Linked DNA regions of Mus musculus: all the other regions are linked to region 1. Evidence: chromatin contacts called from public ChIA-PET, HiChIP or PLAC-seq and promoter capture Hi-C data. All regions are on one chromosome and are shown on one strand. Each heading gives the region's core, a stretch centred on a gene start, on an enhancer-like site or on the middle of the called end of the contact. The rest is flanking DNA. Distances are from core to core; before and after follow the strand shown.

The links. Promoter capture Hi-C pulls out the DNA fragments that hold promoters and counts their contacts. ChIA-PET counts read pairs in DNA pulled down with a chosen protein or histone mark. HiChIP or PLAC-seq counts read pairs in DNA pulled down with a chosen protein or histone mark.
Region 2: a contact with region 1 is called in a promoter capture Hi-C map of neutrophils, with 3 times the contacts expected there. The contact joins the enhancer-like site here to the promoter of Tfrc in region 1. A contact is called at or near these places in 9 of 39 promoter capture datasets (the 3T3-L1 cell line, the C10 cell line, cranial neural crest and 6 more), 1 of 15 datasets of contacts at CTCF or cohesin (the NIH/3T3 cell line), 1 of 484 Hi-C or Micro-C datasets (cerebellum) and 11 of 115 datasets of contacts at active chromatin or transcription factors (the SCID.adh cell line, astrocytes, effector CD8 T cells and 7 more).
Region 3: an RNA polymerase II ChIA-PET map of memory CD8 T cells shows a contact between it and region 1, with 146 read pairs. The contact joins the promoter of Rpl35a here to the promoter of Tfrc in region 1. A contact is called at or near these places in 1 of 39 promoter capture datasets (neural stem cells), 3 of 115 datasets of contacts at active chromatin or transcription factors (effector CD8 T cells, embryonic stem cells and memory CD8 T cells) and 2 of 9 other capture datasets (adipose tissue and liver).
Region 4: a promoter capture Hi-C map of pre-B cells shows a contact between it and region 1, with 5 times the contacts expected there. The contact joins the promoter of Bex6 here to the promoter of Tfrc in region 1. A contact is called at or near these places in 18 of 39 promoter capture datasets (the 3T3-L1 cell line, the C10 cell line, the HPC-7 cell line and 12 more), 1 of 484 Hi-C or Micro-C datasets (pancreatic cancer cells), 8 of 115 datasets of contacts at active chromatin or transcription factors (the 230-238 cell line, the SCID.adh cell line, astrocytes and 5 more) and 1 of 9 other capture datasets (liver).
Region 5: a contact with region 1 is called in an H3K27ac HiChIP or PLAC-seq map of embryonic stem cells, with 6 read pairs. The contact joins the enhancer-like site here to the promoter of Tfrc in region 1. A contact is called at or near these places in 3 of 39 promoter capture datasets (the C10 cell line, hippocampal neurons and liver), 1 of 15 datasets of contacts at CTCF or cohesin (large pre-B cells), 4 of 484 Hi-C or Micro-C datasets (cerebellar granule neurons, liver, myeloid progenitors and 1 more), 1 of 115 datasets of contacts at active chromatin or transcription factors (embryonic stem cells) and 3 of 9 other capture datasets (adipose tissue, liver and pancreatic islet).
Region 6: an RNA polymerase II ChIA-PET map of memory CD8 T cells shows a contact between it and region 1, with 137 read pairs. The contact joins the promoter of Lrch3 here to the promoter of Tfrc in region 1. A contact is called at or near these places in 5 of 39 promoter capture datasets (the 3T3-L1 cell line, hippocampal neurons, liver and 1 more), 2 of 484 Hi-C or Micro-C datasets (cardiomyocytes and uterus), 4 of 115 datasets of contacts at active chromatin or transcription factors (bone marrow-derived macrophages, effector CD8 T cells, embryonic stem cells and 1 more) and 2 of 9 other capture datasets (adipose tissue and pancreatic islet).
Region 7: a contact with region 1 is called in an RNA polymerase II ChIA-PET map of memory CD8 T cells, with 80 read pairs. The contact joins the promoter of Ubxn7 here to the promoter of Tfrc in region 1. A contact is called at or near these places in 7 of 39 promoter capture datasets (the 3T3-L1 cell line, cranial neural crest, embryonic stem cells and 4 more), 1 of 15 datasets of contacts at CTCF or cohesin (the NIH/3T3 cell line), 1 of 484 Hi-C or Micro-C datasets (embryonic stem cells), 7 of 115 datasets of contacts at active chromatin or transcription factors (cardiomyocytes, effector CD8 T cells, embryonic stem cells and 3 more) and 2 of 9 other capture datasets (adipose tissue and liver).

The regions. Positions count from the first base shown.
Region 1 is chr16:32,607,283-32,610,796 of GRCm38.p6, reverse strand. It overlaps Tfrc (transferrin receptor), which reads right to left and starts at 1,901. Exons shown (of 19, transcript NM_011638.4): 1 at 1,761-1,901.
Region 2 is chr16:32,128,427-32,131,940 of GRCm38.p6, reverse strand. No RefSeq gene overlaps it. Among named protein-coding and RNA genes, the nearest start is that of Cep19, 30 kb to the right of the region's middle. Within about 2 kb of position 1,585, at least 161 of the 459 cell types and tissues checked have an H3K27ac peak or open chromatin away from gene starts, as enhancers often do. A contact at or near this core is called in the SCID.adh cell line, effector CD8 T cells, embryonic stem cells and 4 more, where this site is marked.
Region 3 is chr16:33,054,932-33,058,445 of GRCm38.p6, reverse strand. Rpl35a (ribosomal protein L35A) reads right to left here and starts at 1,993. Exons shown (of 5, transcript NM_001130485.1): 1 at 1,936-1,993; 2 at 1,268-1,310; 3 at 904-1,056. The coding sequence starts at 1,278. It overlaps Iqcg (IQ motif containing G), which reads left to right and starts at 2,260. Exons shown (of 11, transcript NM_178378.3): 1 at 2,260-2,295.
Region 4 is chr16:32,178,018-32,181,531 of GRCm38.p6, reverse strand. Bex6 (brain expressed family member 6) reads right to left here and starts at 1,732. Exons shown (of 3, transcript NM_001033539.2): 1 at 1,631-1,732.
Region 5 is chr16:32,301,505-32,305,018 of GRCm38.p6, reverse strand. No RefSeq gene overlaps it. Among named protein-coding and RNA genes, the nearest start is that of Rnf168, 26 kb to the right of the region's middle. Within about 2 kb of position 1,713, at least 15 of the 459 cell types and tissues checked have an H3K27ac peak or open chromatin away from gene starts, as enhancers often do. A contact at or near this core is called in embryonic stem cells, where this site is marked.
Region 6 is chr16:32,912,595-32,916,108 of GRCm38.p6, reverse strand. It overlaps Lrch3 (leucine-rich repeats and calponin homology (CH) domain containing 3), which reads right to left and starts at 2,009. Exons shown (of 21, transcript NM_001081255.1): 1 at 1,706-2,009. The coding sequence starts at 1,967.
Region 7 is chr16:32,330,544-32,334,057 of GRCm38.p6, reverse strand. Ubxn7 (UBX domain protein 7) reads right to left here and starts at 1,806. Exons shown (of 11, transcript NM_177633.4): 1 at 1,698-1,806. The coding sequence starts at 1,770.

The DNA of each region.
Region 1 (3,514 bases), core at 652-3,151:
AAAGACAGGCTCTTACTCTTCAGCACTAGCTGACCTCAAACTCAGTGATCCACCTGCCTCTGCCTTACCCCCCAGTGCTGGGACCAAAGGTGTGTGGCACCATGCCCGACTGCAAAGGTTTTAGTTTTAAGAGCCTACTTTGCTGGGTGTGGTGGCACTTGCCTTTAATCTTATCACTCTCCAAACAGAAGCAGGTGGATCTGAGTTCAAGGCTACCCATGGATTCATAGGGGAGACCTTCTTTGGGAAATTGAAAAGGCAATAGGAAATAGGTAGCAGGTTTTCATTTCCATAGTTTTCTGAATAGCAACCAAAAGGTCAAAACCACTTGAGGTCACTGAAGTTTATTTTGTATAGCACTCATCTGGGAGAGAAGGAAATCACTTACACATAGTAGACCCAAGGCCTGAGGGTCGTTTAATTAACTTTCATTGTTGTCTAACCCAAATTTAGCCCATAATCTTGCCCTATTATAAATAAGCACATTGCCACAAGCATATAACTACTTAGCCTTAGGGTGGGGTTAGGCAGACAGATCTAACCAGTCAACACAGGCCAGGTTCACAGCCACCATTCCTTGACAACATCCTCTCTCAAAGTAAAAAGTATTATGCTCTCTATATAAAAAACAGCTGATATTGGATTCCTGTATAAAGCAGTTTATTATAATCCTTAACAGAAAATAAATGCAAGTGGACCCACACAAGCTAAATCCCGTTTTCTTTGTAGATAACATCCTGAATCAGCTTAAATGTCTTTGTCAAAGAGGTCATATTTCACAGCTCAGAGCCAACTCATCTAATCTTAGAATAAAAGTATCAGGTAGCCGAGAATTTCTGTAACACAACTATTTCCCACTTAAATCCTATTTAAAAAAAAATAGCACAGAATAGCCGAGAATTTCTGTAACACAACTATTTCCCACTTAAATCCTATTTTAAAAAAATAGCACAGAAACTGAACAGCAATCCAGTCCAGTCTTCTGCCTAAGTATAAGGAGATCATTTCATTTTACGCTCGGGACAAAGTGTGCTAACTGAAAAATTTGCAAATGCAGTTTTCTTACCCTCAAACACCATTTTAGAGAGCTGTCCAACACCAGGGTGCACGCTGGTTCTCTACAGCTAGTTCTAAAAGAGCTCGTACAAAGAGGTCGTATTTCTACGTTCTCCCATCTTAGGAGATGCTAGAGACGTTCTTAGTATTACCTGCAGCGTTCAGACCTATTCTGCCCTAGAAAAATGAGATTCCACACGCTGGGCCAAGAGGGAGAGACTGGCAAAAAAACCGACCAGGTGGTGCCGAAGTTCCAACGTGCAGTTATTGGAAGCTCCCCCCGCCCCTCTAAATGTCCGTGACACTAGTAACCGAATAGAAAACAGCTTTGTCCTTTTCAGCTGTGACGCCCTCCTGCGAGGGGCCCCAAGGTCACCCACGTACCCCGACAGCCGTTCCCTGGGGCGACTTCCTCCAGCCGCCACCACGTGCTCCCGGCGGAACAAGCCTGCGCCTCAGCGTGGTGACTCTCGAACCCGCGGCCTAGCACTGGCCTGCGAAGGCCCGGAGGACCCGAGGGGCGCAGGGTACAGCGGCTCCCCACACCCACCGCGCTGCACCTGCAACCCGCGCTCCTCAGCCCCGGACTCCGCGACACCCCTCCGCCTCCCCGCCCGCACCACCCAGGCCCTGGCGTCTCGCTCTGGTCCGCCCGCCACGCGAGGACCACGATGGGCCGTGCCGCTGACAAGGGAGTCACTCACTAGGAAGCGCCTCTACAGTCCGCAATGCAGCAGCCCGCGCTCCGCACGCCTTCTGAAGGCAGCGCTGCCTCCCACCCAAAGCTTATAGCTCGGCCCCACCCCCCGGCCGGCCCTCTGGATCTACGTCACTTCCTTCCGCACGTACACCTACCGAGGTGCTCCCCCAAGACCGCTGGAGGCGAACTGCGCGCGCAGCCAGTGCGTGCGCGGAGTAGCCTAGAAAAGGCGCCAAGGCGGCAGGTGTCGGGAGAGCGCGTGCGATTGGCTGCGGCTCGCTTTCTCCACCGCACCCCTCCCCCGCCGTGTCTTTGGAGTTGGCCTGTCGCCCTCCGCCTAACCTTGACCGACACCCAACCCTGCGGTGCAAGTTCGAAAGTATCAGCCTTTACTCTTTAAAATATTCCTACTTGCAGGCTTAGGTCTCCGCCAAAACCATATCCTAAAGACGAGTTTTTGCAGCTCAGAGATGCTTTAAAGGAAAAACTTTAAAGCAAAACTGCAAATCTTTTTTTTTTTTTTTTTTAGATTTTAACAAGCAGCGCTTAAGCCAAGCAAAGAGCTACCAGTGCTCACTATGTTCAGCCTATGGAAGGGAAATAGGAACCAATGATTTACTAGGGTGATAAAGTTGTAGATTAACTTGCATGTTTATCGCCATTATTGCTTTTAGAGGGTTGTTGCAATGCATAGCAAATAAAAGGAGTTCTGTTAAAACTGCAAACGTTCACACTCTTTTCTTCCTATCTGTACTTTACTGCCCAGCCTGTGGTAAATTTACAAATAACAAAGAGAGTGGTATCTTAAACCACAACAGGACTACAGATAGCGCGCTCCCAGATGGAGCCCTTAGGGACCCTGGGAATGTCTTTTAAAGTACTAATCTACTTCCCAGCCACGAATTTGACCTTTGGCTTATCTGCTCTAAAATTCAACGCGTATTTGGGATTTACTAACTGCTGGTCCCTTTAGACCCTTCTTTGTCCAAATTGTACTACTCCAGAAAATATATATAAAGCCAGAGCACACAGCCATTGAGAGATCTCTGAAATTCAGACCATAAGCAGGTCTTGGTGGCACAGGCCTTAATTCCAGTGAAAGGCAGAGCAGGCATATCTCTTGAGTTCAGGCCAGCCTGGTCTACATAGAGAGTTCCAGAACAACCAGGGCTACAAAAAGAAACCCTGTCTAAAAACAATAAAACAAAAAACAAAAAAGGAAGAGGAAGAGGAAGAAGAGGGGGTAAGGAAGAGGAGGAGGGAGAGGGGGATGGGAGAGAAGAGGAAGAGGAAGGGGAAGAGGAAGAGGAAGAAGAAAAAAAAAAGAAGAAATAATGATTCCGGCTATAGACTGAGTCCCTGTAAGAGAAGCACAGAAGCACACAGCAGTGTTTGGTACCCCCATAGCTCAGAATTTGGAGCAGAAAGATGGGTGACTTCCAGGCCAGCTTAGGCTGTACAGCAAGAACCTCCATCTCAAAAAACAAATGAAAACAATGATGGCAGTTTGAAGTGAAGGTCTTTCTGTTTCACTTAAATTTTTTATTCTATTTTTAGTGTGTGTGTGTGTGTGTGTGTGTGTGTGGTTATGAACCTGGGTGCTCATGAAGTCAGAGGACAATGTTTGGGAGTTGGTTGCCTCCCATCTTGTGCAGGATCAAACATAGGTATTTACTGGGCCATCTTATGGCAAAAAAAAAAAAAAAAATTTTTTTTCTTAAAGACTGGGTCTCGGGGAGATGGGAGAGGAAGTTTGTG
Region 2 (3,514 bases), core at 336-2,835, 480 kb after region 1:
GTAAGTACACTGTAGCTGTCCTCAGATAATCCAGAAGAAGGCATCAGATTTCGTTACGGATGGTTGTAAGCCACCATGTGGTTGCTGGGATTTGAACTTGGGACCTTTGGAAGAGCAGTCGGCGCTCTTAACCACTGAGCCATCTCGCCAGCCCCCATAAAACTATTTTTTAAAAAGCACTTTTTTTTTTTTTAAGATTTATTTTATTTTATTTTATTTATTACATGTAAGTACACTGTAGCTGTCTTCAGACCCTCCAGAAGAGGGAGTCAGATCTCATTACGGATGGTTGTGAGCCACCATGTGGTTGCTGGGATTTGAACTTCGGACCTTCGGGTGCTCTTACCCACTGAGCCATCTCACCAGCCCAGCACTTTCTTTTTAACGAGGACACTACTGTTGTTCACAGCAACCTGACACCACAGTGTGGTGGTCTCGAGTGTCCCAAGGTGCTCTCTGAGGGCTTTTCGCACAAAGATCTCACTGTTCCACAGAGTCCGTGATGACGGTGAAGTTGGAATGCAGCGGGAAATTCAGGAGACTGAGTTCAAACCAGGAGACTCCATTAAACTAACAGCAACTTTAAAAACTCCCCACTAGCCATCTCACCTTCCATCACCACTAACAGTTCTCACACTTATTCTGTACTAATGTTTTATATAATTCCACTTCATCTGAGGGAAACACTGGGCTGAGAACAGATAAGATTTGCAGAAGATCACATGGGATTAAGGTCAAGATGTTATCAGTGTGCTACAGAAAGCCATCTCAGCACCCTACCATCTCTATCAAGTATATCAAACTGTCGGCCCTGGATATCAAAACAGTGGCCCCTGAAAAACACACGTTTACTGATTAAATGCCAAATAAGGAGAAGGTTCATATGGGGCAGAGGTAAGGAGGCTCAGAGTAGCAGTTGTCACCTATTGCAACTGGGACTCCAGAGGCATCATCACAACGTGGGGACAGCCTGGAGGGTGTTTATAGGCACTCCGTCTTTCCATTTCTTTATCTCTCTGCTTGTTTGTTTGTTTGAGATGGTGGTCCCACATAACCCAGGTTGGCTTCAAACTCCTCTCTGATCTTCCCTAACTCCTGCCTCTTAAATGCTGGGATTACAGCTAGTGACACCACGGACAGCATTGGCCTCCTCCATTTTAAAAACATGTGTAATTTGTGTGTGTGTGTGCGTGCACCAGGGAATTTGTGTGGAAGTCAGAGGTTGGTTTGTGGAGTTTGTCTCCTCCTCTTGTTGTGGGCTCCAGTTTGTTGTCAAGTTTGCTGGCAAGCACGTGACCCATAAACTGAACCATCCAACCAATCCCTTAAAGTCTAACGCGAGTGCCGGGATTATAAACATCAAACCAATTTTCAGTGGGGTTAAAGTTGGCTTGAGTGTGATCGCGGCCCAAACCCATGGCTCTGAGGCTCTTGGGGGTGGGGTGGGGCCAGTATGGGAGGGCATAGAGGAGGTACGTGGCTATAGTGGGGGTAGGGTGGGCGGAGAGGGCCATGCTTTCTAGAGGGTGTGAGCATTTCTCCTTCCGGCTGGTGTTTTCGATGTGGTAAGCACATCCCTTCTACGGAAGCCCTGGAGAGGAAACCTGGCACTTCCTGTTCTTACCAGTGCTGCGGCAAACTGCAACGGTAAGGGAAGAAACACGGGGGAAGGAGGAAGAGGAAAGCTCTGGCCAGGTCAAGATGCCAGGCTCCAGAAGCACACAGCTGGTTCTTTTCCAGGAGACTTAGAGAACAGGTCACCGTCCCTATGCCAGAGCCTCTGGTCAGTCGGGAACCAGATGATAATTTCTCCACATTGAAAAGCAGCCAAACGGACCACACAGTTGAAGAACTTAAGAATGAAAGTATACAGCAAGGGCGAGACTGTCAAAGAAATCTGCGTAGCCTCGATGTTCCCCCTCCCCCTTTCCATTCTACCTCCAACGCCATGCAGAGTTGGGCAGGATCATTTTAATATCAGATTCTGCTTCTCAACCTTGGAAGGAAACGTCTCTGCTTCCATGAGCTGTTTCATAGGATTTAGCAGGACAGCATCCTGACCGCTGGACGCGGGTCCACAGGTGCTGCTGACGAGTGACAGAGTATTTAGATGTTGTTTTTATCTTGAGAACCAAACCAAATACCTTTCTTTCTCACGGCATTGCTATCCTGTCCCTTTCAGAAGAGCCTGTCCATGTGTAGCTTTTCTCTGAGATTTTAACTTTTAGAACCCACCTTTGTCCCCGCTAAGATGTTGGCGGGCCACATGCCTGGCCCCTGCTCCCCTCTTAACACCATGGGAGACCTTTCACACCGGGGGCCACTGCTCTTAACATTTTGGGTGTGCGAAACACTTCACGCTTGCTTTCAGGCCAACCCTGACTTTCTTGAACTAGATCTTGAGTAGTATCAACTTCCTCTAGTTCCTGTTTCAGGGAGTAGAGCATCTTTTCTCTGAAGAGAGACAGCAAAATGAAAATCCGGCTTCGATGTTAATGCTTGATTAGAGAAGAAAACGCCACATAGATTTCTAACTTTTTAGAAGCATAAAGTTTTGCCTTCCTGCCCCCTCACCCAGGCACCCTGAGGTTTTACCTCTCTCTTTTTTAAAAGGGATTCCCCCCCACCCCCAAATAGGGTTTCTCTGTGTAGCCCTGGCTGTCCTGAACTTATTCTGTAGAACAAGCTGGCCTTAAATGCAGAGATCCATCTGCCTCTGCCTCCAGGATGCTGGGATTAAAGGAGTGCGCCATCATGACTGGCTAAGGGGATATATATATATATATATATATTTTTTTTAAAGATTTATTTATTTATTTATTTATTTATTTATTTATTATATGTAAGTACACTGTAGCTGTCTTCAGACACTCCAGAAGAGGGCATCAGATTTCATTTCGGATGGTTGTGAGCCACCATGTGGTTGCTGGAATTTGAACTCTGGACCTTCGGAAGAGCAGTCGGTGCTCTTAACCACTGAGCCATCTTGCCAGCCCGGGATTTATATTTTTTATTAAGATTTTAAGTTTTGGATATTGATTGATTGAGTGTGTGAGTGTTGGTGTTTGAGTGCCATGTAGGTGTGAGTGCCCACAGAAGCCAGAATAAATCCTTGGCTCTCCTGCAGCTGGAGTTACAGGCAGCTGCGAGTCTCTTGACTTGGGTGCTAAGAACCCACTTCTGATTCTGTAGAAGGGCAGGATGAGCCTTCCCACCAGCTCCTGCAGTTTTGTTTCTAAAGATGTCCTCCTCCCGCCTCCTCCGCTCCCTTCCCCCTTCTCCCCCTCCCCTCTTCCCTTCTCCTCCCCCTCCTCTACTTCCTCTCCCCTCCTCCCCTTCCTCTTCCTTCCTCTTCTTCCTCTTCCTCCCCTCTTCTTCCTCCTCTTTTTTTTTTAAGCCAGAAATACCAACTATATTTTATTGACTTCCAGACCAACTTTAATGGAAGTTTGTCAAATGCTCTGTAATATCTACCCATTAGGTCTCAGTATATAACAAACCAACATGATGCGAC
Region 3 (3,514 bases), core at 744-3,243, 450 kb before region 1:
TGACACCTACTCAGGATAAAAGCTGAAAACGAGGACCTGAAAGCACAGGCTATCAGAGACTGAGAATGATGGCATGAAGCAAACGACTGAGGTCTCAACCAGGCTGAGCCTCAGCTACAGACCTCACTCAGGTCTGCCTCCTGAATGCTGGGACTAAGGGCATGCAGGACTCACACACATACGCATGCCCTGACAGTGCACACAAGGGCCAATTTCTGTATGGCCTTATGTTCAATTCCCAGTAGGAAAAGAGGGACCAGAGAACCAATATAGAACCCAGCTTAAAACAAGCACACAAGCGCGCGCGCGCGCGCGCGCGCGCGCACGCACACATACACACAAATATCCAGGTCCAGGGAATCTGGCACCCTCACAGCTATACAAACAAGCAAACACCAATGCACATAAAAAATTAACTAATTTTTCAACTAGTTTTTCCAAATGTAACCTCAATTGTTCTAAGTCAGGGTGCAATAGACTGTTTGTTCACAGAGCAGAGCAGAATCACCTAACTCAATATAGATGTGGGAGCAAATAAATTGTACAATAACAAGAACAATCTATTCTAGTAATTGTCATTTTTAGTAACTAAAACAAATCAAGATACATTGAAAAGTACTATATAAACCCTTTCAAAGGAAAATGAAAGGTACTAAGAGCTGTAATCTTTGTTTTTAACCATGTTAGGGACTTAACACAGGGAACTTCTACACTTGTACTACGAACCAATGGTGCCTATATAGTCCATACCACCGACAAAAAGATCCCTCTCTAATTTCCTCTAAGCTCTTCACGTGTCTAGGAAGACTCAACCACACCAATTTCTCACTAACACCCCTACCTTTTCAGTAGAAAAAACGAGATTAGTCAACCAAAAATTAAAAGGCATGGGAGCATACTTACTTTTTTGCCTTATACACATAAGCACATCTCTTGCCTAAGTAGAACTCCGTTTCATCTCGGGCATAAACGCCTTCAATTTTAAGAAGAGCCGTGTGCTCTCTTTGGTTCCGGAGACCTCGCTTGTAGCCAGCAAAAATGGCCTTGCACCACAGCCTAAGACAACGTTAAGAAAGACATGATGACTACCCCGTTACAACTTTTCATGTATCTTTTAGCAAGCCACCATGATTTGCTTTGTAGCAATTCCTACTCCAGCTATCTACAGCAGACCTCTCGTTCCCCTCCCGCATTACACTGAACTTTAGCTTCGCGTTTAATAGAACGAAACAGAAATGGAGAAAACGACTATTGTGAGATCGCGTACCTTCCAGACATACTTGCTGTTAGAAGTCCTGTTCCCAGCAGGCCTGAAAAACAAAACCGAGAGCTCAACCGAGAGTCATGCAGCACGCATCCCACCTGTCACTATTTCCCGGCGCGAGAGATGGCTTCAGTCGGCGTCCCAAGGATGGGGACCTCTTACCTACGCCCTGCCCCCTATAGAGGCAGAGCCTGGCAAAATACTCAGGGCTCCGACAACCAATGACAACGAACGACTCGGAATCGTGGGCAAAGGCCGGGTGGGAAGGCGACTCACCCGAGACTTAACTTCTCAAACCCCAAAAGGAACCCGGAGGCGAGCTCATGCCTCCATCAGTACAGAAAGCAGCTAACACAGGCGAGATCCGGCTCTGTGCGGGGAACCCAGCTCCCAGGGACCACCGCTCCCCGGGCCAGTAAGACCGGGGGAAATGCACCCATTCTCTCCTCCCGAGCCGGAGATCGACCGAGACCAGCGAGCTCTCCTCCCCCGGCCGGGGCCTCCACACCATCAGCCCGTCATCGCCTCCATCCCGCCCTCCATCCTCCTGGAATCCCCAGAAACCTCTGGCGGTCGGGTTCTCCGAGACGCCAGGTTGTCTCGGTGAGGGATGAAACTAAACGCACCCCAGCAATCGGGCCCCAAAGCTCAGCAGCAGGAACCCCCCTCACCTCCACAGGCGCCAAGATGGCGGAAAGAGGAAGGCAAGCCCCGCCGCGCGGCCTTGTGGGACGCACGCCCCGCCCCTCTCCGCGCTTAGGCCGCTCACACTGCGCCAGAAAGCAAAGGTCAGAGACAGAGAGAGAGGCTCGACTCAGCCAAGCCGCGCTCAAGAACTTTAAATTCTTTCCCTCCTGCCCTTTCGTCTTTGTAAGCGGCAACACGTATTATTTAGGAACAAGGAAAGGCAAAATCGTAGTCGACTAAGAAAGAATCAGGGGTCCTACTTAAAAAAAAAAAAGAGCTTGCGCGACGCGTTGCCATAGCTACCGATTAGTTTGGTTCCCGCCTCCAGCTGGGCTGGTAGAGAGGTAAGGAAAAGTTAAGTGTTTTCTCCTCTTCCTAGAATGGAGACTGGGATCCTACCATATAGGAGAGAAAAACCTGGAGCATGAAGGCAGGAGTTTCTCTTGATTTGTTCTTTTATTTTTTCCCATCTTTAATTTAACAAACAGGGTGTGGTAGCCGTTGCCCGTTAACCTCAGCATTTATTCCGGAGACTGAGGTAGGAGGATCACATCACAAATTCGAGGCTAGGCTAAGTTACATAGCAAGGCCCCATCTTAACAGCAACAAACATCCATGAGGCAAACCGCGGTCCCGGTGCTTGCTTGTAACCCCAGTATTCTAGCTGTGCGAGCAGGTGAATAGGACTTAAAAGACCATCCTCTGCTACATAGGGAGTGCCAGTCAGCCTGAGCTACATGAGACCCCATCTGAAAAAAAGGGAGACGATGTGAGGAAGTGAGAGATAGAAGATATCCTTCCATCCTTTCCCTGACTTGTCGGATGCAGATAAATTTTTTAAAATTCATTTATTTATTATATGTAAGTACACTATATCTGTCTTCAGACACTCCAGAAGAGGGAGCTAGATCTCGTTATGGCTCCATGTGGTTGCTGGGATTTGAACTCTGAACCTTCGGAAGAGCAGTCAGGTGCTCTTACCCACTGAGCCATCTCACCAGCCCACAGATAAATTTAATAGACTCAGATTTACAGTTCCTAACTTGTGCATTAATTAAGGCGAACTGATGGATCCATTCATTTAATCAGAGAGTAATTTATTGAATGACTACCACTACCAAGAATGCTGTAGGCTTGTAGGGCACCAGAGTAAACAGACTAAAACGTCTGCCCTCTTGCAGCCTACATGAGGGAGCAAGGATGGCATGTTGGCTCTGGTGTCTGTAATCCTTGCACTTAGAAGGTTGAAGTATGAAGATTGCTCTGTTTTAGGTCAGTAAGAGGTACATTATGTGTACACAGATATCCTGAGCTACAGAGTAAGAAATCTCATCCTTGCTCCCTCACTCCTCGCAAAAAAAAAAAAAAAAAAAAAACAAGACAACAAGCAGATTAGACATGTGGTATGTTAAAAGGTCAAGACTTCCTTTCTTTTCCTTTTTTTTTTTTTTTTTTTTTTTTTTTTTTTTTTTTTTTTTTGGTTTTTCAAGACAGGGTTTCTCTGTATAACCCTGGCTGTCCTGGAACTCACTCTGTAGACCAGGCTGGCCTCAAATTCAGAAA
Region 4 (3,514 bases), core at 483-2,982, 430 kb after region 1:
TGGTGAGCTGTTATCCTATCGAGTGCACATACAATTGGCCCTGTGTGTTTAAGGATTCCGCATCCACAGATTCAACCACTCATGGATGGAAAAAATATTTTTGGGTTTTTTTTTGTTTGTTTGTTTTGTTTTTTTGTTTTTCGAGACAGGGTTTCTCTGTGTAGCCCTGGCTGTCCTGGAACTCACTCTGTAGACCAGGCTGGCCTCGAAATCAGAAATCCGCCTGCCTCTGCCTCCTGAGTGTTGGGATTAAAGGCGTGCACCACCACACCCGGCTATTTTTGTTATTTTTATAAACATTTAATTATGAGGCCAGGGCTCACCAGGGCTCACCAGGTAAAAACATTTACTGCACAATCCTGATGACCTCCGCTTGATCCCTGGAACCCAAGTAAATTGGGAGGAGAGAACAGACTTTGCAGAGTCTTCTGACCTCCACACTTATGCTTTGGCATACATACTGTTCCCAGCACACACACACACACACACACACACACACACACACACACAGACACACACAGACACACACACAGACACACACAGACACACACAGACACACACAGACACACACACACACAGACACACACAGACACACACAGACACACACACAGACACACACAGACACACACACACACACACACAGACACACACAGACACACACACAGACACACACAGACACACACAGACACACATACACACACACACACACCACATACAGAGACACTAATAAAATAAAAGCACAGACACACAATCCCTAAAAATTTTTTTTAATTAAAAATATTTTAATTAAAAAATAGCATACAAAGTAATGGGTGCCATTGTGACCCTGTGTAATTGTGACATTGTTTATATAATTAATTACGATACTATATGTGTGTAATTGTGACACTGTGTTGTAATTGTGACACTGTGAATGAGTGTAATTGCGACATTGTGTGTATGTTACTGTGACATTGAGTGTGTAATTATGACACTGTATGTAATTGTCATGCTGTATATGCAATTGTGACATTGCGTGTATGTGATTGTGATATTGAGTGTGTGTGTAACTGTGACATTGTGTGTGTGTGTAATTGTACTTGGTTCTTATCCACCCCTTGTCACCTATGCCTTGTCTTTGTCCTCTTCTCCAAGAGTCTGGCTGCTTTCATGTCACAGATTTTTCTATCACCCTCTTTTGTCCCCTCCCCCATCTTGCATTCCCCTTTATGCTTTCAAGCTACACACACACACACACACACACACACACACACAAATTTAAGTTGAGAGTCCACATATGCATGAGCATGTGATATTTGACTTTCTGAGTCTGAATTATTTCACTTAACATAGCAATATTTCATTCAGTCCATTCCTTGTGCAAAATGCTATAATTTTGTTCTTTATTGCTCAACAGACTTCCATTGTGTGTATATCACTTTTAAAAATTGCCTCACCTGGGCTGGAGAGATGGCTCAGTGGTTAAGAGCACTGACTGCTCTTGTGAAGGTCCTGAGTTCAAATCCCAGCAACCACATGGTGACTCACAGCCATCCATAATGGAATCTGATGTCCTCTTCTGGTGTGTCTGAAGTCAGTTACAGTGTACTTAGATATACTAAATAAATCTTTAAAAAAAAAATTGTCTCACCTGTTGAACCTCCAAGCTGACTGCATATCTTGGCTATTGTCGGTATGGCATCAGTAAGCATGAACCGACAAGTGTCTCTGGGGTAAGTGTGTGGATTTAGATTCCTTTGGCTGTAAACTCAGAAGTGGTATAGCTGGGTAGTGGTATAACTGGTAGTTCTATTTTTAGATTTTTTTTTTTTGAGGAAACACCACATTGGTCTCCACAGAGGCTGCACCAGTTTACATCCCCACTAGCTCTGTCTAAAGGTTCCTCCTTCCCCAAGCCCTTACTAACATGGGCACATGCCTATAACAGCAGCACTTGGAAGGTACAGGCTAGAAGACTGCTCAATGTTATGCTCGGCTGTTCGGCAAACTTGAGGCCAGCCTGGGCTATAAGAAGCTGTTTAGCTGGACGGTGGTGGCACACGCCTTTAATCCCAGCACTTGAGAGACAGATGCAGGAGGATCACTGAGTTTGAGGCCAGCCCTGTCTACAGAGTGAGTTTCAGGACAGTCAGGGCTACAAAGGCTACAAGGGCTGAGAAATTCTGTCTCTAACAAAACAAAAACATTTTAGAAAACTGTCCTAAAGCAAAATAAAATAAGAAATTATGTCTGACAAAGTATGATGATACATATTTATGAAAATGCCATTATGAAACATATCATATTGTCTACTAAAGTAAAAAATAATTTAAAAATATACTCACTAAGGTTAGATTCTTTTTCTTGCCACATCCCTAAGAATACAGTGTATTAGGCATAGTACAGAAGTATAAAATAGAACAGTATAGGGTAGTTTTAGAACAGAATAGTATAGAAGTATTAGAATGTTTTAGAAATGATTTAAAGTCCACAGGAGGGGCTGGTGAGTCCGTTCAGTGGGTAGAGGTGTTTGCTGCCAAGCCTGATAATCCAGTTCAAGCCCCGGAATTCAAAGAGTAGGCTATAACTGACTCTTGCAAGTTGTCTTCTGACCTACAAACACATGTCTGTGCACACATAATAAATGCAATTTAAACATCTAAAAACATGTGGGCGCCAGTTCTTTCCTTCTACCATACTGGCCACCACAGCACCATTTTCTAAGAGGAACTTGACCTTCCGAGGATGCTGATGCCTTGAAGTGAATCATCTGAAGAGGTAGAGGGATGATTGAACAGCCAACAATCATTTGTTTCCATGCACTGAATAAGCACGAATTTCTGTCACCCGGGAATGGAACCTGGCAGGCAGCAGAGAACTGGGCAGAGCACAGAGTTTATGTGTGGTTTCTTAGTGGGCAAAGCTTTCCAGGGTGGTCTGGAATCCGAGGGATTATGTAGCCTGATCTTTGGGGCAAGCTCAGGGATTGGTGGGATGTTTTTCTTGTTAGGGCAGGGCCTGCCCTCTCTCCGGCTTTGGTACTGGGAATGATTGCAGTTTCAAAATGATGGTCTGGGGGTGATGGGTGGGGTGGGGGTGGTTGTCTGGCCAATTTCTAGCCTTAAGTTACATCTGTTTTAGCCTTTCCTGCCTGGCTTCTGGGGTTCCTCAGGTGGGGCCTGGCCACTTGGAAACATTGAGGGTTTACAAAGGATACAAACTTTACAAAGGGAGTCCGTCCATGGCTAGGAAAGCCTTTCCTGCTGCCTTAGTGGCCAGCTCCCAACTGTGAACTTAGTTTTGTTGTTACTTATAACTGTAATTTTGATACTGTTGTGAATTGTAATGCAAAAATCTTGTGTTTTCCAACAGTCTTAGGCAACCCCTCTGAAAGAGTTTCCCCCAAAGGCTCTAGGAAGAAGCTGAGGCTGGGGACCATTCAGCTTCTCCTCAAACTAGGCATCTTGTTTTGAGAGTTCTCCGCTAGGATCTGGGCGATTGTAGCCATCCAGCGATTGCAGTTGTCAGATGTCCA
Region 5 (3,514 bases), core at 464-2,963, 310 kb after region 1:
AAAATGCTATCCCAAAAGTCCCCTATACTCTCTCCCAGCCCTGCTCTCCTACCCACCCACTCCCACTTCTTGGCCCTGGCATTCCCCTGTACTGGGGCATATAAGTTTGCAAGACCAAAGGGCCTCTCTTTTCAATGATGGCCGACTAGGCCATCTTCTCCTACATATGCAGCTAGATACAAGAGCTCTGGGGGTACTGGTTAGTTCATATTGTTGTTCCACCTATAGGGTTACAGACCCCTTCAGCTCCTTGGGTACTTTCTCTAGCTCCTCCATTGAGGGCCCTGTGTTCCATCCAATAGATGACTGTGATTTTATTTTATTAAGTACACTTCATCACCAGACACACCAGAAGAGGGCATCAGATATCATTACAGATGGTTGTGAGCCACCATGTAGTTTCTGGGATTTGAACTCAGAACCTTCAGAAGAGCAGCCAGTGCTCTTAACCACTGAGCCATCTCACCAGCCCCAAGACCCTGTCTTGAAAAACGAAAATAATAAATTTAAAAAATGACGGGATAGAAGTAAATGGCTGCTGTATTAAAATTCAAAATACTAAAGGAAAAAAACAAACAAACAAAAAAAGACAATCCAGGTGTGGTCCCACACAGTTGAAATCCCAGACCTTGACAGGACAATCAGTAGCTTGAGGTCATCTTCAGCTACATAGCAAGTCCCAGGCTCGCCTAGGCTACATGAGGCCCTATTTTGCCTCCCACCCAAAGAAAAAAAGTTTTATGTTATTTACATTTTATTTTCATGTGTACGCGTGTTTTGCTTGCTTGCATGTACAGTATGTGTAGTATGTGTGTGCAGAGTCTGTAGAGACCAGAAGAGGGTGGTGGAGTCTCTGGAACTGGACATTGGAGTTACGTTGTGAGCTGCCATGTGTTCTGGAAAAGCAGAGCCGCCTCCGACTGTCCTGGCTTTATCATTGTTACAGTAGTGCCGCCGGTCTGACTCCAGCCTCCCAAGCCCTCCAGCTCATCCAGAAGTGGACTAATGGGGATATCTCAGAGATACACACAGCAGTGGAAGTATTTCCTCCTCAGAGGTCTTCAGGGTTTATCCTCTCTCAGAACCCAAGCTCCTGATAGTTTAAGAAGCAATAAATTAACTCTTCTATTACAGGTAGTTTCAGTGTTCTCCTACGGGGTATAAAATCCAAGCTTGCTTCCTGGTTTTGAAAAGTCACCATTGAGCTTAAAAAAAAAAAAAAAAAAAAAGACAACAACAAACCTCAATCCCTGGGCATCCCAAAAGCTAAGGACATGAAATCCCACCAATACCCACCCAGGAAAGCTCTGTGTGTGTACACAAACTCAACTCTATATAAACCCGTCTTCTTGGTTTCCTACTGCCTTTTGCCCAAGCAGAGGCAGCCACCCTCTTGTGTCTCTCCCAATAAAATATTTTGTGTCAGGTTTGTGGTGGGGTGTGACTTAGTGGTATTTCTTGGCTCCTACAGCCAGGATACCTCTCCCCTCAGATATTCTATAGACGCATTGGGTAACTTCTCCCCTTAGAGCTTTAACAATCCTCCAGGGCTCCAACATCACCCCAGTGCACTGGAACAAGAAATTCCTCTTGCTTTTTGCATTGATCCTGGCTCCATGTGGTTCACTCAGGGGGTCCCCGGTAATCTATGGCTCCCTGGAGTTTTACACCTGGACTCCTTACATTCCTGGCTTGGAATCTCTATGGAGACAAGGATGGCCTAGAGCTCTGCAAGATCTACTTGGCTCTACTTCAGGAACACTAGAATTAAGTGCATGGGCTACCACACCTAGTGCTTTGTTCATTGGTTTTTGTTTTGTTAACCAGGGGTTGCTTTCAGGTACCTGGTGACTCAAGGAAGCTGCAGACACCCTCACTGAAAAGCTCACTCCAGAATGGGCTTACTAAAGCTGCACCCAATGAACTTCCTGTCCAAATGCAGGTAGCTCCACCAGAGGCTCTTCTCTCTTCTGCAGTTGTTATTGTCTATTTAACTGTGGGGAGGTTGTTCAGTTGGTATTTTTGAGATGCTGGCCAAAGGAGAACTCCAGGGCAGAGAAGCTATAAATCTCAGGCTGGCTTACTCCATGTAGCCTAGAACTCTTCCTAGAACTAGAAATCTTCCTGTCCATGCTAAGCTGTGAAATAGGTCCTTCCACCACTCTGCCCCTACCCCCACGTTGACAAGCATTGAAGCTAAGACCTTGGGACTGTCAGGCAAGTACTCAACCACTGTGCTCGATTTCCAGCCTCTTTTTTTCCTCCCAAGATAGGGTTTCTGTGTAGTCCTGACCGTCCTGGGACTATGTATGGCTGGCCTCCAGCTGCCTGAGTGCTGGTATTAGAGGCCTGCCCCACCACACTGCCTTGCATGGTTTTCAATGCAGTTTTTCTCTGAGTCCACAGTAGGACTGTAGGTCTGCCGCAATCCTACCCGGAAAGCCCAAATTTTGTTTCAAATGAAAAAACAAAACAAAAATCAAAGCAAAATAATCCAAAAATTTTTCAATGTTCTAATTTTTCCATGCTGAAAAATTCTAATTTAAAATTCTAATTTAAAAGCTACCTGGTTGTGGTGGTTGATGCTGAAAAAGCAGAAATTCAAGGCCAGATTATGCTATACTGTTAAGAGGGGAGCTGGGACGAATGAGTAGGATCAAAATACACTACATACATCAAACATGTATGTATAACATACCCTAAAAACAATTAAAAAGCCAAACAAGAGCAAAGTCACATGTAGTAGTACAGGCTGAGCTTTACGAACACCATGAAATATTTTAAGGACATTTAAGGCTACTTTGACTAGATATTTTTAGCATGATTCAGAATTCCAAAGTATTAAGAGAGATTGACTCTTTGAGACGCTCTTATGTTTTCTTCCTGTGGGCCTTACCTTCTCTTAACCCTGATGCTTAAAACTTCACTAAAAATGCTGTGTGGGAGCAGCCAGATGGTTTACTAGTGCAGTGCCACAGCCTCCTCAAACACGCTGCAGCACACAGCGGCTGACCCTCACGATAAATGAATGAATGAACGCAAAGACAGGGTCTCACTGTGTAGACCAGTCTTCGTTCTACCTCAGAGATCTGCCTGCCTGACTTACAAGAGTGGGGTACATGGGGCTGGAGAGATGGCTCAGCGGAGACAGACTGCTCTTCCGAAGGTCCTGAGTTCAAATCCCAGCAAACACATGGTGGCTCACAACCATCTGTAATGGGGTCTTATGCCCTCTTCTGGTGTGTCTGAGGACAGTGACAGTGTACTCATATACATAAATCTTCAAACAAACAAACACCACTGGGGGATAAAGGGAGTATGGCACTAAGCCTAGCAACTATGTTAAGTTTCATGGAATTTTGTTATAACCCATAGGCTAAATTTTATGTAGCCTATTTTTGTTTTGGCTTTTGAGACAGTTTCACTCATTTGGGCTGGGAATTTAACTCAGAGAGAATGCAGCCCAGTTTGTCCACCAAAATCCTGCCTTAGCCTTGATAAGGTTTGCATGTAC
Region 6 (3,514 bases), core at 760-3,259, 310 kb before region 1:
ATACATAAAATAAAACAAACAATAAGAAAACCTTTTCTTTAAATTAAATATTATTCTTAATAAATGTCTGGTTTTGTCAATAAAACGTTTTCTTTCTTGATGGCTCAAACTTTTGCTCCTAGAATTATTCAAGAACAGATGAGATAATAAGTTAGATAGACTCCTATAATCACCCTTTTCTTTACCTTCAGGCTTAGAGCAGCAATACTGAAATGACTCACCTCAATATGAAAACCGCCCTGCCAGACAGTCAGCCCTCCCGTGAGCAGAATCAAGAAGGCAGGGAGGGGTAGGAATGACAAGTTTACATGATGTCACCAATACACATAAAAAATTCAAGTAACTCTTCATGTTTACCTTAGCAAGTCTGACTTCAGTGCCAAGTGAAAAAAATTCAGATCATATTGAAAATAAAGGCTACCACTAATAAGCTTTAGTAAGCAGAGGAAAAGTTTCTTTGGAAATAATAGTTTCTAGGGATAATTTAATGTCTTTGTTTTATTTTTTAAAAAATAATATTTAGTGCAGTGGTGTGTGTGTGTGTGTGTGTATGTGTGCGCATGTGCGCGTGTGTGCGCAATGTAAGGCAGAAGACAAGTTGCAAGAGTCAGTTCTCTCCTTCCAGTATGTAGGTTCTTCGGATCAAACTTGGGTTGTCTGTCGGGTCTGGCAGCAGCATGTGCCTTTTTACCCACTGAGCAATCTTACCAGCTCTATTTATTTTTTCAACATTAGTGAAATATGTAATAATTACCAATCTTTGATGACTACACAAGCCTAAGAAAAAGTATTAACTCTCACATTTTAAAATCAAGCAGAATGAGGATGAAACAATGTATATGACATAAACACAAAACATTTAAACTACTTCTGAGGGGACCCCTCCCCTTATGTAAAACAAAAGGACTCAATTCTTAATCTACTCCCGGAGGAAGCTATATTTAAAACACAAGAGGAACACATTATATAGTATGTTGAATACCTCAGTTACCATACATTGTTTCCCACAACTAAGGAAACCAAATAATACTTAATCCCCATTCTCTTTCCTGTCTTAAACAATATAAGGCGCAGAAATGTTTTTAAAGGGAAAAGCAAATATAGATGTGGTAGACAATATCCTACTTCTTTTCATGTTTTCTTAGGCGGCGGTAAGAATGGAAGACGAAAGTCCTGAGCACCTAAAGATGGCCTATTTTTACAAGTACTTTTCGGTAAATCAGACGGAGGCGGAGAAATAAGCTGTTCCCAGTGTTAGAGTCCACATTACACACACATACTCGCACACACTAGGGAAAACGCCAGAGCGGACCTGGATCCTTTGACAATGCAGCACCCAGCGTCACCCATACTACGATGGAAGAACGTGCTTGCCACGCTCCAACTCTTAGCAAAGTCAATTCGGCATCCCAAATGCAAAGTGGTCTGCAGACACCGGGGCGAGGCAAAAAGTCTACGGGGCGGGCACTGATGCCGAGATTTCTGAGAGCGATTCAAGAAAGATCACCCGTCAACTGCCTCTCGCCGGCAGCGGAGATGCTGCTGCGCGCTGCCGCACCCCAGGCTCCGGGTCTGGCCAGGCCGGGAGGGTGCGCGGTACCGCCAGCGGTCCCCGTTACCCGGGGAGCCTCGGGCCGGTCGCCACACACCCCCTGCCCCCCACTCCACGGGTCCCGGGTAGCAGGGATGCCCGCGCCCCGCTCACCGGCCCGGGTGGTGTCCGTCAGGTCATGGTTGGCCGCTCCCCGGGGAAACTCCCTCAGTTTCCGGCCGCTCAGGCTCAGCACCCCGGTGACCGCCGCCTCTTCCAGGGCTCGGTCGACCGAGCGGCTCCAAGAGCCCGGGCCAGGACCAGGGCCCAACCCAGGGCTCGGCCCACAGGTCGCACCGGAGAGGTTTCCCCCGGACGCCACAGGGCCAGAGTACTCCGCAGCCGCTACCACAGCCACCAAGCCCGCGGCCGCCATTTCCCAGCCGACAACTCTCCGGCCCGGCTCTGCGCATGCGCCACGCGATCCGCTGGGTGGGCGGGGAAAGGGGCTCGCGGACCGGGGACAGCTCTCCCGGACGCGCTGGGCGCAACAAGCCGCCTGCCCCGCCCACAAGCAGGTTTTCCAGGGAAACCGAACCGACTTCGCAGAGCTGGAGCAGCCCGGTACCCTGGGCTCCCTAAAAGGCCACTACAAAAACCAAAACCCGTCCTTAACAGCGCTCCAACTCTCAGTGGTGGATTACATTAAACGGCAAAGATTCCTTAGCCCTGTTGCTGCCAGAAACTTGGGCACTTAGAGGGGACTCCCTGAGATAAGCCCAAAATTGTCTCTCAGCTTGTCACCATACCGCCAGATGATCTGAACTGGAATTTGTGGATATACTATTAGTTCTTGAACGGGAAAACAAACATACCGTGTGAGCAGATTCGGCTACAAAGTCCCTAATTCTTGTTGAAATTGTTATGTATTTTAGATTTGTTGTTGTTGTTTTGTTTGTTTGTTTTTTGTTTTTCGAGACAGGGTTTCTCTGTATAGCTCTGGCTGTCCTGGAACTCACTTTGTAGACCAGGCTGGCTTCGAACTCTTTTTATGAAAGAGCTCTTAATGAAACCAAACGTCTTAAATACTGTGGCTGTTTGCGCAGATTTTATCACTAGCTAGAGCAGAACGAATAATATTTACATCTAACATTGAAATCTGGCTATGTAATAAATGTTGGGATTAAATTTAGAACCGAAAGACCAAAACCGGAAACCATTCAAGTAATGAAAACTACCACTCACATTTAAATAAAACCCCACCCTCCCAGTCCTGCAGTCTCTTATTTTTCCAAATCTGTTTTAAATTCAAGCCATTCCTAATATGTGATGCAAATATCACTCACCAAATTTACTTTGCTGTACAGAATTCGAGGGCCTGTCAGATAAAGTCTCTTTTCTAAAGAATTAGCTAATTTTATTTTGGAACCCAAGGAGGCCAGTTACAATAAGAAAACAGCAATTGGGCTGAGTAGAGTGCACGGCAAAGCAGTCCCTCTAGAGCAAGAACGAGTGAGGTGGGTCGGGCAGTGGTGGCACACGCCTTTAATTCCAGCACATGGGAGGCAGAGGCAGGTGGATTTCTGAGTTCGAGGACAGCCTGGTCTACAGAGTGAGTTCCAGGACAGCCAGGGCTACACAGAGAAACCCTGTCTTGAAAACAAAACCCCACCCCACCCCCAAAAAAAAGAACGAGTGAGGTTTTTGAATAAAACCTGAAGTTACAAAATAGGATGACAGAGAGCAAAATTCCAAGTATGATTTTGATGCATGTGAGCACATTAAGACACAGATGAGAAAAATCTATCACAGAGCACAAAAGAAAATATGAGGTGTGAGAAGCTGCTCATCACTCAAAGCCCAACTTCAGGGAAGCCCCCAAAAAGCACTTTCCTGAGTTCAAGAAATTGTAAAAATGTTTCAGTAATAAAGTTGATTAGTAACAGTTGCTCCAAGACCTGCTCTATCAGCCCTTTTGTCTTG
Region 7 (3,514 bases), core at 557-3,056, 280 kb after region 1:
TTCCAATTCACAGATGAAAATAAAGTAATAGTAACTTGCCCAAAAATCCTAAGGTTAAATAGTAAGACCTTAAACTATATTTATAAAATCCAAAGAAAGATTAATATTTCTCTGTGTGACTCACTAGATTTTTTTTTTTTTTTTAGGCAAGCAATGTAGCAGTATTAACTTGTATACACAGAAATCTAGTTTCTTTCCATAATGTTGGTTTGGTAAGGCACTGGGAAATCCACATGTTATTATAAATAAAATAACCCCACCACAAAGCTTAACAACATTTCAGTTATCTTACTTTTCACCTCAATTTTATTACAAATCTTGTTTTACCAGCTTTGACATATTTCATGTGACAAGACAGAAAACAACGCATCAGCCACTTAATTATCGTTGCCGAACAAAAAATAAAACTAGCTTCAATTATAAAACTGCAAATAGCATGTATTGGTTAAAATAAAGATCTTACACGTCAGACTCAAGAACACAAACTAGAAAAAAAGAACACAAACTAGAAATATTCTCCGCATCAAACAAATTATTATCAAAGAAAGGATAGTCCTGTTGAGAGGGGGAACTAACTTTCTGACCTCTTTTCAAAATGACAAACTAGAACAGCAAAATCACACTCAGGCACATGGAGTACTGTTCTCTCAAATCACTCCACAGAGAACTTCATCATTTGCTCCGCCCTCTAATAACTCATGCAAAAAAAGTTCAGCACCATCGGAGAGAAACAAGACATAGCGCATTCACAGAATGGCTTAAAGTCTTTCCTCCCGGCGGGTAAGAGAACCTGCGTTTGCCCTTCGTCGGGGTCCGAAGGGAAAGAGAAACCTAGGCCTAAGGTTTCACGGATACTGACACCTAGAAACAGATTTCTCTGCAAGAAGTTTCTGCCGCCATCCCCATTTTATCAGCAAAGACTCGGGCGCCATCGTCTCGATGTTTGGTTTTATTATGAGGAGGTGGGAAAGGCCACCCAGGATTACTTTAGGCCTCACACACACACTAAGCTCAGGGTTCCCCCCCCCCCTATTCCTATGTGAAACCCTCGGTCCCTAAGGTGCCCCTCCGCACCCCTTGTTCCCGGCGGCAAGTCCCCCGGGATGTGTGAAGGCGCAGCAGAACCCACCCGCCTCACCGTTAAAGCGAGACGGCCCTCACACGGCAGGGCCACCGCCAAGGCTCCGGGGGGGCCCAGCGAGGGGAAGGGTAGGCCGGGGCCGAGGGACAGGGACGATGACCTGGCCGGGAAGAGAGGATGGCATGGGGGGAACGGACTGCACCGCCTGGTCCGCGGGCAGCACGATACCGAGAGGAGGTGATGAGGGAGGAAGAGGGCGGTGGCCCGGGTGCGGCCCCCTACTCCTCCGGCCCGCAGGTCCCGGGCCCCTGGCACCGCGGGCTCGGCCCATCCCCTGTACTGGACCGGCTGGGGGCGTGGGGGGCCTGTCTGGGAATAAGGGGAGACCGAATCCAGGGACTGAGGGGCACGCGCGGGGTGGGGGCGGGGGAAACCTGCCTCCCGCCTGAACCGCAGACCCCGGCCGCCGCCGCCGTCGTCGCCTGTGCCTCAGGAGAGGGCAGGAGCTGAGGGGAGAGCCCGAGTGAGGAATGCACCAAGGTGAGGCGAAGCCCGGGACAGCCCCGACAGCCTCCCCGTAGCCGACTCTTCACCTTCCCGTAACCGCGTCTCTTACCGGTGATGGCGGTGAACTGCTGGATTAACCCCTTCAGCGCCGACGACGCCGCGGAGCCCCCGTGGGCAGCCATCTTACCGCCGCCGCCGCCGCCGCGGAACAACAACACAGACACACACGGGGCTCCCTCCCCCACTCCGCGGCGTGCTGTGCGCAGGCGCACTGGCAGGCCCGAAGCTCCGCCCTCTCCCTGTCTGTGCGCGTTTTGCGCAGGCGTACTCTCCGCGAGCCGCCGCTTTGGTTTGAAGCCTGTGCTGCTGGCTGGTAGCTATTCTTTGAAACATTTGGTGCCTTCTCTGAATTCCGGAGATATCCTCCTAAGTACCGCATTGAATCCCAACATCCCAAAGAATCTTCAGACCTGAAATACCAAACTCTTGATGAAACGCTCAGGGTTTCACATAAAGTAGGTATTTTGTTTGGTTTTATGTGACGTTTCTTAAATTCTAAAGTGTAAGTTAATAGCTTAGTAAAAAATGAACCAGTCTATAGTAGACTTTAGTAAATGATTGTTCGCTCTGTTTTTCTTCAACAAATGTCTCAGTATATCTCCCCCCAGGCTCATTCTTACTTTCTAAAGATATTAAATCGGGAGGTTTTTTGGGGGGGGAGTTGTTTTTTATCCTTAAACAAAGATATATGCAGATACAGTAAATAAAATAAAGAGAACACTGGAAAGTGGTCCTGAAAACACCGATAATAGTTACAACTAAAAAAGAACTTGATGAGCCGGGCAGTGGTGGCACATTCCTTTAATCCCAGCACTTGGGAGACTGAGGCAGGCGGATTTCTGAGTTTGAGGCCAGCTTGGTCTACAGAATGACAAGGACAGCCAGGGCTACACAGAAAAACTCTGTCTCGAAAAAAAAACATGATGAAAGGGGCATTAGGAGGGCTGATGAGATGACTCGGCAGTTGAGAGCACTGACTGCTCTTCCCAAGGTCCTCAGTTCAAATCCCAGCAACTACATGGTGGCTCACAACCATCCGTAATGAGGTCTGATGCCCTTTTCTAGAATGTCTGAAGACAGCTACAGTGTACTTACATTTAAATAAATAAATCTTTAAAAAAACAAAAGAAAGAAAAAAGAAAGGGGCATTTAGCTTAGTTTTCATACTTTATTTTTAAATAAGGTAATAGTGTGTAACTTGCACAATTCTAAATACTTATTGCATTGCTGGTGTGTCAACTTGACACAAGCTAGAGTCGTGAGAGAAAAAGGAGCCTCAGGGGAGGAAAAGCCTCCATGAGATCCAGCTGTATTTTCTCAGTGAGTGACCAGTGAAAGTGGGCCCGCCTATGGGCGGTGCCATGCCTGGACTGGTGGTCCCTGCTTTTATAAGCAAGCAGGCTAGCACACCATGGGAAGCAAACCAGTTAACAGCACCCCTCCATGGCCTCTACCTCAGCTCCTGCCTCCAGGTTCCTGCCCTGTTTTTTCAGTGGTTAACAGCAATGTAGAAGTATAAGCCAAATAAACCCTTTCCTCCCCAACTTGCTTTATGGCCAAGGTGTTTCATGACAACAATAGAAATCCTGACCAATTTCAGTTATTTAGGATAGTTTTTATTTATACTTTGATGGTTTCATATATGTTTATCGGGTATCTTGATCATATCCACCTCTACCTCCTTACTCATTTTCCCCTGGACATTCTTACACATCCCTCCCACTTTCACGTGCCCCCACCCCCACATCAACTCCATTGAGCCTAATCCATGAATGCTACCTCCTGGATGGCTGCCTCTTACCAGCTTGATCTTGGGTGGGTAACCGTAACTGCAGTGAGTTCTTGAGTGTAGCAGCCTTGCCATGT